Regions from separate parts of the Bos taurus genome. Here region 2 is linked to region 1. The links are chromatin contacts, called in public Hi-C maps. All regions are on one chromosome and are shown on one strand. Each heading gives the region's core, a stretch centred on a gene start, on an enhancer-like site or on the middle of the called end of the contact. The rest is flanking DNA. Distances are from core to core; before and after follow the strand shown. Region 1 holds the start of NDUFB2 (NADH:ubiquinone oxidoreductase subunit B2). Region 2 holds the start of BRAF (B-Raf proto-oncogene, serine/threonine kinase).

Region 1 (4,447 bases), core at 789-3,288:
TAGTGTGCTGATGGGGACCCTAAACTTTTCATAGTAAAAAATCAGAATTAGTGATGCAAAACATTAGAGCTAAGGACCGCACAAATGGTCTATAGAACAATATTGTTTTAAATACAAGCCAGCATTAAAGTTAAAAGTTTTTATTTTGTAACTGAGCAAGACAGATGGGGGGCGGTAAGTGAATTTTAGTTTACCTGAAGAGCTTTTGCAGCCAGGAAAATATTGACTAATAAAAAATTGCTGAGTACATACATGCTGTGGGCCAGGTACTCTCTTGAATGGCTGATGAAGGGTACTGAGACCTGGAGAAGTGACTTGTCCAAATGGACAGAGCTAACCATTGGTAGAGCTGAGGCTGAACTCTGGATTTTCAGACTATCAAGTTCTTTGGAGTATTTTTGTTTAAGCTGGGTTTTTTTTTTTGTTTGTTTTTTGTGGCCTAGGAATCACAGCATTGTTCTTTCCTGGGAGCAAGGCAGGCAGCTGTCTAATATGGGCAGAGAGCTCTCTTTGGAAGGATGAAAGACACTGCTCTGCCTATTCATGAACATCTCTTAATGGTTTGTGCATGTACTAGGAAGGGTAAATAGTGAATGGTAGTCCCAGAGAAAGCCACACTATTGCGTATCAGCTGGGAAGTCAACTTGCCCCCAGAAAACAGTACATTCTTTCTTACAGTTTATATACTTACAAGTTAGGACAGGAGAAGGCAGGAGTGGGGAGGGATAGCGGGTGAATGTGGGGAGGGGCATGAGTTCTACAGGGCCAGAGGGTCCAGCAGTAAGTTTGGCAGAAAGGTGTGTTGTTTGTTTGCTAAGTCGTGTCCAACTCTTTGCGACCTCTTGGACTGCAGCACTCCAGGCTTCCCTGTCCTTCACTGACTCCCGGAGGAAGCCTTTTCTCCAGGGAGAGAGGTTCCTAGCTACTGGGCACATGGAGGCCCATTATTTGCCAAAGGAGGAGTGTCAGTTATATTCAATACACTTAAATCCCTAAATTTCAGGTCTATGTTTCTCTCCATAAATTTCCAAATTTTCATGCTTATCACTCAGTGTGAAGTCTTCAGTGCTTGGCAGGTGATCCATTTCAAATCGACATCTCCAAGGTGTGAGGCTGGCAGGTAAGTTTATAAAAATCGAGAATTCTTAGGAAAACTATAACTCATAAGTTGGGACACTAAGAATTTGGGAGCTGGAGTTCTCAAGGATGGAGAAAGGGGTTCTTCAGCTCCCCAAAGTTTGGGAAGTTTGGAGTTCATTCAGGACTTAATAGAAGGCAATATTAAGAGACAAACGCCAAGAATCCAGGGCTGGCTCAGGATCCAGGGATTGGGAGCACCGCGTATATTAGGGGCCTGCTAAAATGCAGATTCCTTGGCCCTACTCCAGACATAATAGCTGGGGTCGGACTCCTCAGGGGATTCTGATACCTCCAGTCCAGGTGCTGACATTTGAGAACCACGGGCTGCGGGTTGGTTATCAAGCTCATGTTTGCAGGACAGCCGTATAACGATGAAGGCTTCAAAGAAATCGTGTAGCCTTTGCAGGGGAGGAATACAATGGACTAGCTTTGGGAAGGACAGACTGGTTCAGAATGGATCTGGCAGCCTAGGAGGGTCTGGAAGAGTAGTTAATTCGGGAGGAGCAGGCAGAGGGGCGGGTCCGGGTCGGGTAACAGCGCCTAGATCAGCACTGGTAGCAAAGTGCGAGCTGTGTCAGCGTTAAGTTTCTGTGTCCGCGAAACAGAGGGCTCCAGGAGCTGAGCGCCGAGGTCCGGCACGCCCATCCCTGGCTCCACCAGGGCCGTCTACACCGCTGACCTTTCGTCAGGGCGCCACCAGGCCCACAAAGCGAGACCCCGTCTGCTGGCGCGAACGGCGCGCTCAGGCGGCGGCCCGGGACGCTTTCACCTCAGGAAGTGACTGAGACGCTCCTTCGGGCAGGTAATTACCGCTTCCCCGCCCCTCCCTACGTCACAGGGAGAGGGGGCGGGTCGGCTCTGTGACGTCGTCGGGCGGGTGCCAGCGGAAGTGACGTGGAGCGGCGGTGCGGTCTGGGTAACGGCCGGGCTAACGATGGCTGGCATGTCGGCTCTGAAGCGACTGGCGCCGTTCGCTCACGTTGGAGGCCACCTCTTCAGAGGCCGCTGCGCGAGGGCGGCTGGAGCCCGTGGCGTCCGTCGGTGAGTATTGCCTAGGGTTGGGGCTTCGCCCGCTTCTAGCGGAAGGCACTAGCCTTCGGGACGTCCTCACCTTGACGCCGAGCAGCAGGGGCCGATCCTGGTCTGCGGCGGCCTCCACCCCTGAGGCATGCTGGGACTTGGAGTCTGACGGCGCGATGCCGGGGCCGGGGGAGCCGGTAGAGGTGTGTATATGACGGTCTCGGGCCAGAGGGAGGCTGCCCCCGGGAAGCTGACCAGTTGAACGTGGAGACAGTTGGAGCTAATCTGGAAGCAAGGACAGGAGCTGAGGAGGCGAGGGCGTCAGGGAGAGGAAATCACCTGTACAGGGTAGTTTGAAGCTTCAAGCTTGAGGCAAGATGAGGCCAGAGGTGAGGCCGGAGACCTCGGGTCATAGGGAAAGAATGGTAGAGGCTCCTTATGCGTGGCTGTGCCCTAGCTTCCCTGGTGGGTCGGACAGTAAAGGATCTGCCCGCAATGCGGGAGACCCGAGTTCGATCCCTGGATCAAGAAGATTTCCCCGGAGAAGGGAATGGCAACCCACTCTAGTATTCTTGCCTGGAGAATCCTCTGAACAGAGGAGCCTGGCGGGCTACGCTCCATGGGGGTCACAAAGAGTCGGACACGGCTGACCGACTAAAACACAGAGGCCTGCCTGAGAGATTTCCAACAGAGGCGCTGATCGGTCGTTTTAATCAGATGTCACGTGGGCACGTTTTAATTCTAAAAAGTTACTATGGTTGTAGAGTGGAGAATTAGTCCTCCAAGGCACGAGAGTGGAGTGGGAAAGGGTGGGAAGAGAGCCAAAAGTGGATGTTTGGGCAATGTTGGAAGTGTTCTTTTTAAAAATATTTTATAGAACAGTTTTCTGTCCCCCCCCCCCCCAAAAAAAAAAATTGAGAGGAAGGTACAGAGATTTCCCATAAACCCCCCAAGCCACACATGCATAGCTTGCTTCATTATCAGCACTCCCCACCGGAGGGTACGTTTGTTACAGTTGATAAGCCTATGTTGACAGATTATTGTCAACCCAAAGCCTGTAGTATCCTTTAGAGTTTACCTTTGCAACACCAGAATTTAAGAGTGAGCAAAAGCAGAGTCACCCATGATGTAGCGGGAGAAGCCCACTGGAGAGCCCAGTGCTGATGCCAAGAGGGCAGGTCTACCAAAAGCAAGCTGGGAGTGCAGAGAGATTAAGAGCAGGACTGAAAACAGTACACTGGATTTTTCCAGGTGATGTTCCAGGCCCCTCTGACCACGGTCCACACTTTACCAAGAGGCACTGCAAAAGAGTGGTTAAAAGCAGGATTCTGCCCCCAGACTGTCTGTCCAGATCTCACCTCTGCCACGCTCTTGCTGTCTGATCTTGGAAAAGTTTCATGATCTCTTAAGAACTGAGTTTTCTCACCGGTTTAATTGGGATAATAATGTTGACTCCCAGGGAAGTAAACGAGTAACAAATCTCTGAAGTGTTGTGAGTTGCTGGTACTCAGTAAAGACAATACAAGTATTGTATAAAGAGCTGCTGTTATTAGGGAACTGAGACCCAGCTAAATGAAAAGACTGACTTGCCTAAAGCCACGTGTCTGTTATGAATATGGAATTGGGACAGATGTAGGATGGAGAGAAGGAAAAGGCATGTGTGACCTGAGAAGGACAGAGATCAAGAGCCACCAACAACAGCCTTTGAGCCTGCGTGGGAAGACGAGGGGGTGTTCCTCTTCGCTGCAGTCTTGGTACTTCCATGCCAAGGTTTTAATGATTTATTAAAAGTTAAAAAAAAATTAATCTGTCGTAGTTTCTATTTGGAGGGATGTTCAGGCCTATCTAGTTTGCCTTAGTGCAGTTAGCAACTTCTTGGAACATAAAATTAGATGTTTGTGGACTCTTTATATTCTTTAATCATGGCAATCATTATGTCGTCCATCCTTTCTCTAATTGCAGTGTTTCAAATCTTCGTTCAAAAAGATTTATACCTTGCAGTCAATGACCCACTTATTTCATAGTTAAAACAAGATGTAACTCTCACAATAATGAAATGTGGAGAGTTCCTGGGAAGGGGTTTAAACTATAATTTTCGAAACTTATTTTAAATGAGTTTAACTGATGGGCACTTACTACTAGATTGTATCTAAAACTTGTCAAAGAGGAAGCCTGTTGTTAATATATTGAATTCCCACCCCCATGGTTTGTTTACATAATGTAGTATCTCTATGCACAGATAGCTCCTGCATAGGTACTGTTAAATAAAATTGGCATACAGAAACAG
Region 2 (4,447 bases), core at 1,008-3,507, 180 kb after region 1:
AAGCAAGCCTAGAGGCACCTGTGAGGAGTAAGACAAAGGCATATCCGATTCATGGAAAAAATAGACAGCAGATGTGACCCCAAGTATTTATCCATTAAAAACAATGTATTCTAAAAATAAATTTCCATGTCAACGGAACAAAGTTGTTTATAAATAAGAAGGAATGTGGAGGTGTGGGGAAGACAAGAGGAAGCTTCAGCAAGTTAAGTACCAAAAGCCAGGAAACAAAGCAGAATGAATGGCAACTGGGGACAAGGAAAATGGAATGAACTAGGAAATGGAAGAAGGGATGACCACTGTCCTTAAAATCCAAGAAACTAGAGGAAATGAACAGATATTAGAGGAAACTGATCTGAGCAGAAATGCAAACAGAAAAGTAAATGGGAAGTGGTGTAAAGGATACACACACACACATATATATACATACACACATCACATATATCTATATAGAGATATTTATATAATTCGGAAACAAAGTTCTCAACAAAAACAATGTTAAAATTAGAAAATTACAATTCATAACCCATGCCCAGTATTTTTTATAATATATATTTATAGATATATACAAATGAGAATTTTAAGATGAGATCAAATGGTAGTACAGAACGCATCTTGGGCACAGATGCAAGTGGTGTAAGAGAATCAAAAACAGTATTGTGAACAAACTGATACTGAACAGAGTAAAAGCATATGGGATGAATCTCAAAGTAAAGATGATGAAGCAGGAAAAAGAGAACTGCATAGACAGAAGAAAGAATGAGACGTTATGAGAACTGGGAAATAAAATGTAAGTGCTGTAGTACGAAGGAAAGAACTTTGAGCAAAGTCAATGGCGTTAAATCACATTATCTAATCAATAATTATAAAGCACAGTTATCATACCACACATTATCTCATTATTTGGAAAGCATTATACAGTGTATTATTTTATGTAATACATTTTACATAATAAAACCCCAAATGTAAAGAAAGTAATCTGACAAGGTGATAAGAGGCTAAAATAAACAGTGGCTGAGAGATGGAAGGACTAAAGAAGAAAAAAAAAAAAAAAGGGACAGAAAGAAATCAATCACACCTATTTAAAAACCACAGGTAGGAATAAACAAAGAGGTGTGGATGCACAACGGATGACGGACTAAAAGGTGCCAGGAAAGCAAGTGAAATCTGACGGAATCTTGACAGCTTCAGGATTCACAAAGTAAGTAGTTCCAAAGTGTCCAGAAGGATTTGTGACCGTAACATGTTACGGAGCGGGGGAATGAAGTAGAGGGCCTCAACAAGACTAAGACAAGAAGGCTGCAAAAATCGTCTTAAGTAGAAACTGTGGTTAGGAGCAGGCAGGTCCGACCACTGGCAAAGGAGCGGGGAGGCAGGTGGAATTGGGATGGGGGTTACCAGCTGGCGACACTGCAAACATTAGGAACCGGGGGTCTGAGGTCGGGATGGAAGAAAGAACGGAAACACTGGCACTTAGGATTGAAAAAGTAGAGGCTAGATCAAAACCATTAGCTGGTTAAAACAGGTGACGAGAAATCCTCCCCTCCGCCCTAACAAGTAGAGAAGCGGCGGGAGGGCAGCGGCCTGAAAAGGGGCAGAGTCGGGGAGAGTTAAAGAGAGAATGATGCGCCCATCTTCACCGTGACCATGTAATAATTACACACAACGTTAACTTGGGCTGGGGTCCCGGCCCCGGCTACTAACCCAGGTATTTCACCAGGATGCCGGCCCCAGGTTCCCCTCCACCACCACCACCAAAAATAAAGAAAACATCCAGGAGATGCGAGGCTGGCTACCTTCAGCCAGCCGTGACCTTCTCGGACCAACCCCGAGTCTCGCCCCCTATAGATAGCCTCCTGCTCCACCACGGCTGCCCGAATCCCCCAAGCCCAGAGCGCGGACCAGGGAAACCCCCCCTGGGCCATTGTGTGTGTTTACGTAGCGAGCTCCTGCCTGGCGGGGAGGGACAGGTGGGGAAAGCCAGTGTCTCAGCCCGCAGAGCCCCGAGAAGGTGGCTGAGGGCAACCGGAGCCCCCACCGCCACCTCTTTCCCCCAAAATAAACACCGGTCAGCCGAGCCCCGAGACCGGAGGGGTGCAGGGTGCGCCGCCACTCACCTCCTCGGGAATGGCGGGGTCCGCAGCCGAAGAGGCCGCGGCGCCGGCCTCGGGCTCCATGTCCCCGTTGAACAGAGCCTGGCCCTGCTCCGCGCCACCGCCGCCGCCGCCGCCGCCGCCACTCAGCGCCGCCATCTTATAACCGAGAGCCGGGCCCGAGCGACCGCTGCTGGGCGGGGAGGGGGAAGGGAGGCTGAGGGCGGGGGGAGGCGGAGGCGGAGGACGGGGGGCAGCGGGGAGGGACGGCCCGGGCGGCCCGGGCGGCGTCGGCGGTGGGACGGCGCCTGGGCCACCTCGGGAACCGGCCTGCGGCCCCCGGCGCAGCTGAGCCTGAGGGGATTGGGGGAAGGACGCTAGGCCGGGGGGGAGGGGCGGGGGCAGGGGGCGGAGACGACTGGAAGTCGCCGCGGCAACGGCGTCACCCGCGTGTCACGGTCGTGACGTCATCTGAGGTGCGTGACGTGATCCTCGGAGCGCCCTCGCGCAGTCGTCAGGGGAGGGTGCCTACCCCTCCTGCCCACCCTCCTCTCCCACGTTCCCTCCGCTCCGCCGTTTCCATGGCTCCGATTAATTCTCTTCTCCTCAGTCCTAAACCTGCTCTGTGTTGTCGGATTTACTCGAGGAGATTGGAGAAGTTGAGATCCTAGAGGGAGGAAGGCGGAAAGCCCTACTGTGTTATTTCTATTATCATTACAACGAACGTCTCCGAGTCATAAAAATAAGACTTGAAACCCCGAGGTTGTAACAGCCAAGCAGAATTTGATAGAAATATATTTAGGAAAAGCCAGGTTACCAGAATGATGCTTGGATCCTTTTCATTAAAGGATTTGGTCTGTCAAAGCAGATCTAAATGGAAGTCTAAAGCTTTTTTTTTTTTCTTTACCATCGTTTAGGAATGAAATGTTTTAGTCTGTTTTTCGTTTTCCAGATTCGTTCGTTTAACAAATTAAAGTGGATCACTTTCCATGCACTAAGGCCTGCACAAGGCATGGAGCATTCTAGACATCTGAAGCATCCAAACTTGAATCATTTAATTTTCAAGAAAATCATTCATAATATTTTAAATACTTTTGCGCAGTTCATAAACAGAATATAGCCCAAGGCATTCTCTATGCGAAATATGCGTGAAAACGTGAGGAGAGGTAAATTACCTTTGAGATGCCCAATTACAGAATGGAATTCGTTAAATCTGACTTATTATTTAAAAATACATTTATGTGACAAGAAGGGGAAATATGCTGGGGAAAAAACTTAAAAGGGAAAAGTCAGAGTGAGAAGCAGTGAGAATTACTGTGAACTCCTGATGGGGTACAGGTAATCACAAAATAACCTAAGCATCAAGTCATGGTATGCTCTAAGTGGACTACCCATGAGGGGAAGTCACCAGTGACCTTCTTGTATTCACCATGATTCAAGAGATAGAAGACTGTCCTACTGACATCTTAAGCAGGATGTCTGTGTATGGATAGAGTCAATATGAGTCCAGGAGCTGATCATTACTCCCAAGGCAAGGAGTTCTGTGTGAGGCTTCTTGTTTAATCAGAATGCTAATATTCCCCTACATTGAAAAATAGGGGACAATAGGGGGAAATTAGAATACCGCCTATTGGATGAGCTTAGTATTCTCTGTACTTTTCTTCTAAGTAGAGAAGTCTCTTGGAGACACTAAATTTAAATCAAAAGATGGCTTGACAAAAGTAGTGTAAATGAAGATGATGATAGAGGATGATGGTAAAGGATAATGTCATTGAACTATACATGTCTAAAGTGCCCTTCTTTACTATAAGGAATTCTAAGCAGAGGAACATGGAACCAGCAGCCAATCATAGCACCTTTCCCCCTCGATACCATCAGAAGAGTTTTTATTCTCTAATATTCCTGTCCTAATTCATTTTTAAAAAAATCAACCCCTAGAAATATTACATCATCTCACTTCTTCATAGCATTAAAACGCCAAGGTTTTTTTTCCATTGGTTGCATTTTATAACCTTTATCTGCCACAATATGTAGATCATCTCTTATTTTTTCTCCACAGAATGGGGGATCTCATCCATTTAATATTTATTCTTGTTAGCTTTTGTTTATTCAGTATTTTCTGACTTCATCATCAAATTCTGGATATATTTTCTTTGATTTCCCTAAGCTGTTCTAAAGACCCACAGAATCCAGATGGAAAAATATAGTGGAAAGCATAAACTTTGGAATCCAAAGATTAATACTTTAGTGTCGGCATGCCACATCTTGGCTATATAATCTCAAGGCTAATAAGCACAAATCCCCATTTGCTGTTCTTCCAGTCTCTAAAATGAGGGTAATGATAATGCCAGTCCTGT

Evidence for each region. A called contact is a pair of places that touch in the nucleus more often than the background predicts.
Region 2: a contact with region 1 is called in a Hi-C map of skeletal muscle, with 4 times the contacts expected there. The contact joins the promoter of BRAF here to the promoter of NDUFB2 in region 1. A contact is called at or near these places in 2 of 11 Hi-C or Micro-C datasets (skeletal muscle and an unstated tissue).

The regions. Positions count from the first base shown.
Region 1 is chr4:104,011,502-104,015,948 of ARS-UCD2.0, forward strand. NDUFB2 (NADH:ubiquinone oxidoreductase subunit B2) reads left to right here and starts at 2,039. Exons shown (of 3, transcript NM_175828.2): 1 at 2,039-2,181. The coding sequence starts at 2,075.
Region 2 is chr4:104,192,205-104,196,651 of ARS-UCD2.0, forward strand. BRAF (B-Raf proto-oncogene, serine/threonine kinase) reads right to left here and starts at 2,258. Exons shown (of 19, transcript XM_059885960.1): 1 at 2,115-2,258. The coding sequence starts at 2,249.